Regions from separate parts of the Danio rerio genome. Here regions 1 and 3 are each linked to region 2. A link is a contact called in public HiCAR-type and Micro-C data. All regions are on one chromosome and are shown on one strand. Each heading gives the region's core, a stretch centred on a gene start, on an enhancer-like site or on the middle of the called end of the contact. The rest is flanking DNA. Distances are from core to core; before and after follow the strand shown. Region 1 has its middle 11 kb from the start of slc25a36a. Region 2 holds the start of LOC137487480 (complement C1q-like protein 2). Region 3 holds the start of LOC141378646.

What was found. A called contact is a pair of places that touch in the nucleus more often than the background predicts. HiCAR-type assays count read pairs that join an accessible place to other places.
Region 1: a contact with region 2 is called in a Micro-C map of caudal fin, with 5 times the contacts expected there. The contact joins the enhancer-like site here to the promoter of LOC137487480 in region 2. A contact is called at or near these places in 2 of 18 Hi-C or Micro-C datasets (caudal fin and embryo).
Region 3: a HiCAR-type map of caudal fin shows a contact between it and region 2, with 10 times the contacts expected there. The contact joins the promoter of LOC141378646 here to the promoter of LOC137487480 in region 2. A contact is called at or near these places in 9 of 18 Hi-C or Micro-C datasets (caudal fin, embryo, fibroblasts and 4 more) and 1 of 4 datasets of contacts at active chromatin or transcription factors (caudal fin).

Annotation. Positions count from the first base shown.
Region 1 is chr2:42,796,573-42,800,398 of GRCz12tu, reverse strand. No RefSeq gene overlaps it. Among named protein-coding and RNA genes, the nearest start is that of slc25a36a, 11 kb to the right of the region's middle. Within about 2 kb of position 1,333, at least 4 of the 62 cell types and tissues checked have an H3K27ac peak or open chromatin away from gene starts, as enhancers often do.
Region 2 is chr2:42,588,046-42,591,971 of GRCz12tu, reverse strand. It overlaps LOC137487480 (complement C1q-like protein 2), which reads left to right and starts at 1,254. Exons shown (of 3, transcript XM_073928746.1): 1 at 1,254-1,483; 2 at 3,466-3,591; 3 at 3,707-3,926. The coding sequence starts at 1,306. The region is part of intron 1 of LOC141378646; the gene reads left to right.
Region 3 is chr2:42,752,011-42,755,892 of GRCz12tu, reverse strand. It overlaps LOC141378646, which reads left to right and starts at 2,505. Exons shown (of 4, transcript XM_073928690.1): 1 at 2,505-3,882. It also overlaps a transcript of spsb4a not described here.

The DNA.
Region 1 (3,826 bases), core at 84-2,583, 210 kb before region 2:
GAATCTTAGTATTTTGTTCAATGAGGCATGCAGAAGCTTCTCCAGCAGATGTCGCCAAACTGCAGCAAAGCCGACAACTTTTACTCATTAATTTATTTTTCCGCTTAGTCCCTTTATCAATCATGGGTCACCACAGCGGAATGAGCCGCCAATTTATCCAGCATATGTTTTACCCAGCGGATGCCCTTCCAGCTGCAACCCGTCACTGGGAAACACCCATACAATCCCATTCGGACAAATACACTACAGACAATTTAGCTTACCCAATAAGCTATATGCACACAGACTTTTCTTTAAAAATCAGCATGAAGATCTGCCTGTTAGATATACGATATGAAGTGGGTCTCAGATAAGACAACGAGCACTGCAGTGAGTTCCATTTGCCCCTACCATGACTTTAAAATATGACAGTTTATTTTACCACAGTGTTTTCAAAGGAATTTCTGCACTAGCCTGTTACTACTGACAGTGCTAGTGGTTACAGCGGGGTTTCATCTCGTTTTAAGCTTGAACAACCAAACAACCATCATGAATTACAATTCAACATCGATTCTGTAAAAACAACCTCGTGAAATTGAAATAGTCATATTAGGCTTTCACCAGAAGTTTATCGTTGGCTTTATACACGAACATGCAAACTCCACACAGAAATGCCAACTGACCCAGCCGAGGCTCAAACCACCTACCTTCTTGCTGTGAGGCGATCGCGCTACCCACTGCACCACCGTGACGCCCCACAACTTTCACTACAATAACTTAATAAAAACATAAAACATAGAACTTTTGTAGAAATGTAATTGTCTAATTTGGCATTAGCGCTTGCATTCAGTCAACAGAGTAAAGAATCATTAAAATATAGTTTTAAAAATCTCACACAATCATTAACGCAGCAATGAACGTAATCAACATTGATTAAACAAACAAAAACTGATAATGAATAGCTTTTTATTGTATTTAGAAAGTCAACAACCAGCCAAAAAGCATAACAACAAAAGCTAGCCTATCTTGTTGTCTTATCAGTGCACAGGCAAGACGACAACATATCGTTTTTGAGTGCATGTCAATAGATTAGACCAAGCTTTCACTATGGTGATACATAAATATTTGGTTGGAAAACAGCAGATTTTAGAAATCAGCATCATATTAAGTAATAATCAGAAAATCACAAAAAAATGTGTGAAAATAAGCTTAATCTGTGCTTCAGCTTTGGTCATTTCTGTTGTCAAACTTCACTGTGTGTAAAGTTTAACTAGAGTCTGTGGTAGACTAACCTACATGCTGAGGGACTGTGCTGATTTGACAGTGACCTGTGCTTCACTTTGTGTTCGGACATGTTGGTCATCATCATCATGTCAAAGTCTAAATCAGGCAAATAAATACACAACAGCAAAAACGTGACATCCCGTATTCACTAAAAACCTTGAACATTCAGCATTTCCCAGTAATGCCTTAAAACCTCCCCAAAAGTGGCTGCTTTTAGCTTCTCTTAGCTAAAAATATTTGCTAAATATTTTTTTTTTCCTAATAAAATAGGTCAGACAGAATCTGCAGACATTTTTTAGTAAATAGAGTGAGAATGTGGTAAAATATGAAAACATGGTAAAATTCAGGTGGATTTCTGGATTGCTTTTCAAAACACTGCCGTTGGGTTTAGGAAAGGGGGTGGGCAGGTCAATCGGTTCTATTGAAAATAGATGATGTCACACAGGTTCAACCGCGCATACCGGTTGCAAAAAAAAAAGTGATGGGCAGTAGGATGCCTATAATCGAAAGTACAAAAATAGAAAACTTAAATTTTACCATACACCACTTTGTTTTTAATGCCAACTGCAGACGTCTTTGTCTAACAGCCATCAGAAGAGCTGAATGGAGTGAGGACCGCAGTTCTCATGTTACATCAGTTAAATTCATGCTATGCTGAATCATACACATTACTCGTTTCTGATCGCAGCACTGATTTCAGCAAAGACAGTTAAATTTGGTTAATTAAACTGCAGACACTTAGATTGTTTACAATGAAATGTAAAAATGTAAGTTCACATACCCTGCTGTACAGGTGCAGTTTGCTGTCAGAATGCAGTTGTTTTGCTTGATGATTACCCAGGCCTTGTAAAGCTCTGTCTTTTTTCCTTGTCTTTGGCTAGGCAGAACCTCGGTTTTTAGCACTACAAAGTTTTGAATCTGGTAATCATGGAACATTATTTCTTACACATAACTACACAGTGGATCAGTTGGTTAGTCAGTAATTCATTCAATCAGTCGACAGCGCCCTCTAGTGGACTTATGCGATAAGAGCGGGCACAAATGACACTTGCCAGAGAAATTTAAGATCTGAAGAAGCATACGCATTGGCCTCTGGCAAATTCACGAAAACAAAAACTGCAAAAAAAAAAAAAAAAACATAGCTCCCGAGACTTATTTGGCTCTCTCCAGAAATGTATATAGGGGTATGTAATCGGAATGAGCCTGCATTGGCAGATTTTTGAGCCATCACTCTTTTTTGCTTATGAAAATGAGCGTAAATATGTATTTCTTCAGTTTTTGCATTACATTAAGTAATATTACAGTATAATTTGCAAATGTTCAGTGGTGGAAAGAGTACTGAAAAATCATACTCAAGTAAAAGGGCTATTACTTGCCTAAAAATGTAGTGCAAGTAGAGTAAAAGCATCTGTTGAAAAAATTACTCAAAGTATTTATAAAAAGTAGCCCTTTTAAAAATACTCAAGATTAGTGAGTATTACGCTGTAAAAAGCTGAGGCATTTACATGTAATTTGTGCATGTGCGTGTAAACGTAACATTCTGTAGTGCATTTAGTTAATGCCCAGCAGGCACACAACATCATAAGACGTTAATATTAGGTTAGATTTAGGTTGTGATGTCAGATTTCAGCATAATTTAATGTCTAGCCAGCGTCTAAGGATAACATTATTTTGATGTCAAATAATGACATCAAATGACGTTGATATTTAGTCGATTTTAGGTTGGAAAGTGATCAAATTCCAATATCGAGCCAACATCTTAAACTAACGTAATATTGACGTGAAATACTGACATTTATTCATCAGGTGTGACAACCAAAATCCAACGTCTGATAGATGTCATAGTGGTATCATCCACACAACTTCAAGCTGTAACATCATTAGACGTTGATATTTGGTTGGTTTTAGGTTGGACATTGAGGTTGGCCTGACGCTAAGTTCTGAAATCAATCAATTTTCATTTCCAAACAAAATGCAACATCCCCATGACGTTAGGGTACGTTAGGGTCTTCTGCCTGCTGGGTGTTTAAGGCCTTTTCGGTCATCCCAGTAAACATCCGTCATCTTCTCATCAGTGACACGCATCTGAACAGTCTCTGGGTCAATGCTTGTAAAGATTTTGGACATCTTCTTGGAAACTTATAATGCTTCCTAACTGTTTGCTGCAAGTATAAAGTGCACGTCTTGAGGTTGTTAATTATGATGTGATTTACCTTCTATGTGTGATTTGGTTGGACTCGCAGGACTGAATTTTCTAATCCCCATAGACAAGAAAAAATAAAGTAGTGAATGCAGGTGTAATAGTACCGATACAGCACTAAAAATGCACTTAAGGGAAAGTAAAAGTACACATGTTTAAAACTACTTAGTAAAATACAATTCCTGAGAAAAAACTAGTCAGTTACAGTAATTTGAGTATTTGTAATTATTTACTTTACACCACTGCAAATTTTTACATGATTTATGTGCAATACAGTTTGTAAAGTTATATATTCTGTGTTTTAGTACAGATGTAATATATGAGAGACTCTTTCTTTACCAAACAAGTGGTACAAAATGCATT
Region 2 (3,926 bases), core at 5-2,504:
GTACATTGTCCTTTGTGTTGTTTTTTTCAATCATGATCAGGATGTGAATTCTGAATTATTTTCTTCCTGATTATTTTACAATTTCCTTTGTTTACAGTAATAATATTGTGAAACAGCATATACCGTGCATTTATGATCTTCTCTCCTGATCAAGTTAGTAATTTAATGATTGACTGGTGCATTTAAGTATTGTTTTTTATGCTTGATGGTTCTTTGAATGCTCAAAATTTTCTCACTGTCAATTATATTTTCTTTCCTCGTATACAGAAGAAGGCAAATTGTGGAATTTAAATATATATATAAATATAAAATTCAAGAATTTTTAATAAGTGTTTTTAATGGAGAGAAGATTTTTTTTTCAAAACATTTTTAAACATTTCTTTTGTATTTGCTATGATGACAGTACATACTATTTTTCAACTTTTACAAAATACTAGTATTTAGTTTTGTGTAATTTAAAGGCTTAACTATTATGTTAAGCAATATAGGGAGACTTGAAAAATGTTTAAAAGCTTTTATTTTAGCCAAACTAAACGAACTTTCTCCAAAAGAAATAAAGGGGAAATATAGATTTAAAAATTGAATAATATTGTACTAACATTGAATTTAAATGTTAAATTATGTCTGCATGCAAAATTTAATCTAATTATTTGGTCACTATTTCAATGTACAATTCACACTAACAAACCATTAACTAAGACATTTAGCTCAATAAACAAATAATTAGCTGCTTATTAATAGTTAATAAGGTAGTAGTTGGGTTGAGGTTTTGGGTAGGATTAGGGATGTCAAATAAGATCATACTATACTTTATGTGTTAATAAACAGTTATTAGCTTAATAAAAAGCAGTAAATGGTGTGAATTGTTACTTAAAATAAAGTGTTACCAAATATTTGATTTAACTCTTTTAATTCCTTTTTAAATAATAAAATGCATGCAGTCATACTGTATAAATAACAAATGAACTAGAGTTGATTATTGATCCATCAGCAAAACAGTTATTATTCATATGTCTTTATATCTTCTGATATGGATCACGTTTCACACGTGGTCATCACCAAAACAAATATTTTCTTTGTTTCCTCATTAAAAGTGTTTCCTGGGTTAAACATCAATCCACCATACCTATATAAAGAGCTGCAGGGATTTGTTAATTTACAGGCTGAAAGACCCCTCAACAGAAGATCAGTCGTATTCATTTCTTCACAGTAACCGTGCAGAGTTTGTGTCCTTTGCTAATTAACAGAGCAAGAAGTCAACTTAAAAAAAGTAGAAAGAGGAAAGTTTGAAAGTAAATCTTTAAGATGTCCTGCTGTGTGGTGTATCCGCTGCTGTTTCTCCTGTTCAGCTGTGTCTGTATGTCTGAGGTCCAGCAGCAGGAGCACAGAAACAAGACTGAGAACACTGAGCATTTGGATGTGGAGGAAAGCGACGCCGCTTTAACTTCTGCTGAGTTTCAAGATGAGCAGCTCAGGAAAAAAGGTAACCCCCCCGACCATTTCACAGTATGTTATGGAGCCCTGCACCAGACGAAAAAAAAGATGCACATAACTGTTTAATTTGTTCCCTTGATTTACCTACTCATGCACGTGATTTACTAATTTGTACCCTTGTTCTTGTACGTCAACTACAATCAACTTGATTGTCCTTTACCATCAAAAATCAAAATACAACTATTGTTAGAATGTTACAGATTTACCTGTGAAAGTGTTAAAATATACATTTACGAGGTAAATGTTTTAGTAGTGACAGTTTTAGGGTGAGAAAAAATATTGCAAAACTTTCTGAAAATGTAAAATAAGAATTACACTAACTACACTATTACTAGAAATGTGTAAGTTAAATATTATACAATTTGGATGTGCTAATTTCAGAAAAATAAAAAAATAAACATTTCCAAGACATCAAACAATGTCCATATACATTCAAAAAAGCATATGTTGACTTTTTTTATGTAACTTTTTTTTATGTCAATAGGTTCAATGTTCAACATTAAAGAAAGAATATGTATTTTAGTGAACTTACAAAACAAAAAGATTAAAGCTAAATGATGGTATACACAACATAGTATTACAAGTGAGTACATTACATTAATGATTCAAATGTTGTCACAGCCTCAATGTAAATGCATAAAAAGAGAAAAACCTCTATTGTGTGTCCATATTCGGGAAACTTTCTATGCACTTTCTCAATTTGTTCTGTAATATTCATCTTTTGATTTCCATATAATGAGCGATTGCTGTGGTTTAAATCTACCTTCTCAGTTTTTTTTTTTTTTTTTTTTAAATTAGGGCATGTGTAGATATTAGTCCACCTATTGACCAAAATGTGGTACTTCAGAAGGAACACAACTTTCTTTCATTCATTTTAATTAAGCGAGCTGTTTAAATTTGAAAACTTACCTTTTCTATTTTTTTTTTCCAACACAACTCCTTTGGTTTTAATACACAAATATAAATGAATTGTCTAATTTAAATATAGTTGCAGACTTTGGACCAACAAAAGCCATAATCCATTTTTTGTGTACACATATGTGTATGTGTGTGTATGTGTGTGTATGTGTGTGTGTGTGTGCTCATGTGATTCCATATTCATTGGCAATACTTTGCCCCACCTTTAGTCATATACATCAGTGGTTCCCAACCTTTTATTGCCCGAGACCCCTTTTTATGCTGGAAAAAATTGTAAGGTCCCCGCTTGATTTCAAACAAATGTTTTTTTTTTTTTTTCTTTCTATATCTAGAAATGTTTATGCACAAATAATAGCCTAATGTAAAATATAAAAGCAAAACATCAGCAGGCCATTTGTATTGGGTACACCCTGCAGAATTGGTGATGAGTCATCAGCAAATGTCATATTAATTTGAACTGCCTCACACATTCATTAGCAAGAACTTTGGTGCAGATAATGCATGGTGCTGGGTCAGAGACTCAATGCTTTGAGAAAATGGAATAAAACCAGTAACTATTAGTAACCAGTAAAATCAGTAACTATTTATTCCTGCATTTTGTTTTTCCAGTATTGCTAGCGCTGCGACCTGAAATGTTTGGAGCTTCCTCACCTGGGTCCAGTATGATTGGGTCATACTTTTAGCTGCTGAAGGCGAATCAGTGAGACTCTTTTTTTGTGGTGGACGAATTTCAAATTTATCAATTTTTTGTTCAGCCAGGGGATAAAATGAACTAAGGCAACAAGATCGTTCTCTTAATTGTCCGCTACTAAAGAAATTTAAAAACATAACTTAAAACTTTTATGTTCAGTCCACCTAAATTTGTAAACATGATGAAGATAACTTAATTTGTGTTAGGACAACACACAAACCAAGCATTGGAACCAAGCATTTTTTACAGGGCATATTTATCAGATATAAACTTCTGAATAACCTACAAAAGCATATGAGTGTGCATGGAGGTGAATGATTACAGAGGTTTTCATGACAAAATATGATCTCTGATTCACACAGAATATAAAGTGGCATTTTCGGCAACTCTAGGACCCGTAGGTAATTATGGACCCTTCAACACTGAGGTTACTCTGGCTTACCAAGATGTTTTTGTGAATGAAGGAAGAGCCTACAACCCAGCCACTGGTATGTGCTCTTGTAAAACTTTTTCAATATTTCTATTGCAATCTAGAAAAAAAAAAGTATGTTTAAACAAAACATAAAAGAAAACATATGTTTATGGATGTGTTTGTGATTACAGGAATCTTCACAGCACCTGTTAAAGGCGTCTATTTCTTCATGATCTCTGGAAACACGATCTCATCTAAAAGTATGGGTTTAAGACTCATGAAGAATGGGCAACAGATGATATCAATTTTCAATCAGGCTTCAGGTAACCGGCATGAAACAGCATCTAATTCGATCTCTTTGACTCTAGAACAAGGGGATCATGTCTATGTGCGGCTCTGGAAAGACACATG
Region 3 (3,882 bases), core at 1,256-3,755, 160 kb before region 2:
GAAAGGGGGTTTCAGAAACCTACATTTATGAATGAAGAATTTTGCAATGCATAAAAGGTTATTAACCAGGTAATGTTGTGTACAATTTTATTAGTTGCCCAAAATAACTGAGTAGATGCTTTTTTATAGAAAATATGCTCTGTGTTTTAATACCACTTTCACAAAATTGACAGGAGTTGTCCTTAATATCACATTTTAATCTCAGGAATCATTTTAAAATAAAGCTATTTAATTTTGGAGGGAATTGGATAAGAAATTTAACTTGTCCTTATTTTTTTTACAATTCCTGTTAATTAAAATCTTTAAAAAAAAGATGTCTGAGCTGATTGGGATGAAGTCTTTTCGAGGCATATGTATTATGGCATTCATTCATTTTCTTTTCGGCTCAGTCCCTTTATTAATCATGGGTCGCCACAGTGGAATGAACTGCCAATTTATCCAGCATATGTTAGCGATGCCCTTTCAGCTGCCACCCATCACTGGGAAACATCCATACACTCTAACACACACACACACACATAGTACAGGCAATTTAGCCTGCATGTTTTTGGATTTATGGGGGAAACCAGAGCACCCAGAGGAAACCCACACCAACATGGGAAGAACATGCAAACTCCACAAAGATATGCTAACTGACCCAGCCGAGGCTCGAACCTCCTGTATTTTTTCCTTTTCTTTTTTTTTATTAATGTCAGGGTAACATGAACAACATCATACAAATCTGTAACAAAGAGTGTACAAACGTTTTACAGAGAAGTAAAACATCAAATAAGCACATACAATACAAAAAACAACAACAAATGATTTAAAAATCGTGTTAAGAGAATTAAAAAAGGAAAATAAGACAGTTCCAATAGCTTAGATTTTTAGAGGAAGCTCTAATGTATAGCTACTGTTGATTTTCCTTTTCAAAAACAATAAAACAAGGTATGCGTTGAGAGAATTTATAGCGGTGTATAAGGAATTTAGCGAGGATTTAAGAACCCCCTGTATTATAGCATACTATATTATTATTCGTCACCTCACGTTCCTGCGTACTCTCTTCGTCACTACTCAGTCCGTGCCAGTGACCCTTTGACGCCGGGTTCACGCGTGCACGTGGTTTGCAGGCAGCCTGCTGTTGTTGCTCGGAATCTTTGAGCGCGTAAAAAGATAGCTTTTTTTCTTACCCAGCCGTTGTTTGCGTCAAATATCGCTTCGCAACGGCTAATCTTATTTGTATTACTAATTTTGACCCACTGTTGTTATTTAACATGAATACTGCGGGGTTTTACTCCAGTTCTCTCACGTCTTCTCTTATCACAGTTTTGCCACCCACACAGTCCCTCGGTGTCAGTTTAAAGAGATCCTTTTCCTCACGTCCCTTTATCGGTTAGTTTTCCCCATTTCCTCTTCACATAGGCCTACAGATAAACGCTTCATCATTGTGTCGTTCGACTGACTGTCGAGTCCTTATGAAAATGCAAATACTTCCCTGAAGGAGAATGGGCCTCTGCTGGGATTTCACTGAGATTGAGGGGATTCCTCGCCTTCATTTTTCACCTTGTTGGAGTCTATTGTCATTGATGTTGGGCGCCCGCTGCTTCAGAGGTAAGATCCATTTACCTTAAATATAGGTGAATGTTAGCTCTTTTTCTTTTTCCTATTCCCCCCACCCCCCCCAAAAAAAGAATTTTTTTTATATGAAATCAAAGGAATGATTCTGTAGGTCTATTTTTATCCATCCATCCATCAATCAATTTTCTTTCTTTCTTTCTTTCTTTCTTTCTTTCTTTCTTTCTTTCTTTCTTTCTTCTTTCTTTCTTTCTTTCTTTCTTTCTTATATACCCATTCATCCATCCATACATTATATACGGAATCTACTAAATAATGCCGCAGCACACACAATTAAGAAGAAATCTGAAACTGAAAAAGTGTGGTAATGTTATGATTTAGAGGTTTTTTTTTGATATTGAGATGAAATATAAAATTTTACATTGTTGATAAAGAAACATTATTAAAAATGTAATGTAGTCAATGTGAAATATATATATATATATATATATATATATATATATATATATATATATTATATATATATATATATATATATATATATATAGTCAGTGAAATACTTTTCAGTGTTTGTCAAAATAAAATTGAATATATTTAAGTTCAATATTAAGCAATGAAGGACAAATTCTCATTCATGGGGCATTTAACTGAATAAATATTATTCAATAATTCATATAAAGATTTTTTAAAATTAAATTATTAAGCAGACTGAATGTATTCAATTAATGATCTGCCAAATTGAACTTTAAAATTCCAAACGAAAAATGACTTTTTAGATTCAGAAGTTTCTATCTGCACTTGCCCTGTTTTTTTTACCCCAATTTGCAAATTTTCTTTCTTTCTTTCTTTCTTTCTTTCTTTCTTTCTTTCTTTCTTTCTTTCTTTCTTTCTTTCTTTCTTTCTTTCTTTCTTTCTTTCTTTCTTTCTTTCTTTCTTTCTATTTTATATATCCATTCATCCAACCTTTATATCTGTCCGTTTCTTTCTGTCTGTCAGCCTGTCTATCTGGTCTGTCTGTCTATAAAAATGTCTATCCATGCAGACTTGTTCCTTTTAAAAAGAAATCCCATCAGCTGATGTTCTGTGAAATGGCTCTCCAAATACAACCCTTTAAAACCATTGTTGCGATAACAGTAACTTTTGCACAAATCCGTGAGCGTTTTTCTGTCCGACTTTCAGGAAATGATAGTGTGCACACAAAAGGCTGTATTTTGCTTTCAGATCTGACTTCCTCCATCTCTCCCATAAGTGTTTCAAAGCTTTGTCAGATAGCTTGTTTGATGTTGAACTATATGTGAAGCCCTGATATGTGAATGTAGAGTAGTCTGTCATGCGATATCGTACAAACTGCTCTGAATGAGCCATATGCACTTACTTGACTTTTGACCTTTAATCCTGATTAATGCTGGCATCGTACCATAGTATAGTGTGATGTGGTTATGGCTTTACGAGGGGGACATGACGTCTTTTTGAAGGTCTGCTTTGAGCTCAGCTGTTCTGGGGTCCTTAGGGATGAGGCCAGATGCCACACTAAGCCCGTTTTAATTTGGATAATTTGATGTCGGCCTCTGTGAGATTGACGAATGTGCTGTCATATGAGGTGGAGAGAAGCTGCACCATTGTGACAATGCCCATTTATCTGTCTGCCAGAACAGACAGGCTGGTCACTAACAGAGTCCGGCTATCTCAGGACAGCTGGTGACACTGTAGTGCATTTTGCTTAAATTCTTATTTTACAGTTTTATTCCTTCAAAAATTAGATGACAGCTGATGTAGCTGATGGATGAAATATTATGAGCTATCATTATGAACTTGCATGACATAACTACATGAGCTCCATCAGGCTGTGACAGAGCATGTGACGGTTATTATAGGTTAGATTTTGATTAATTGATTTAGATAGACTAATTGTATATATATTAACTAATTATACAAACTAATCAAATTAATTTGTTACAACATTGTGTTTGATTGAAGTTATGTCAATGGAGTGTGAATGTTTATTGCTCACACTGTTACGAGTGTGATATTGCGTTTATACAACAGTAATGATGTATATAAAAGAGAAAATCAAAGGTGGAGAGTCTCAAAAATCCTATGATGCGAGGATCCGCCATTCCTTCACATCTGCAGCTGACGTCAGCACAACAGAATCTGTTACTAATTCACCAACGTCACTTTAAAGCTAGTATTTGATTGATTCTCTAGCGTAACATCTAAAGTGATGACAAAGCAGGTGATTTTGCTGACATTTTAAGATTATAAGGCTGAACGGCATGAAATGCCATCAGTCTAGAGACAGTCTAGAGAAGTCTAGAGAAGCACTTT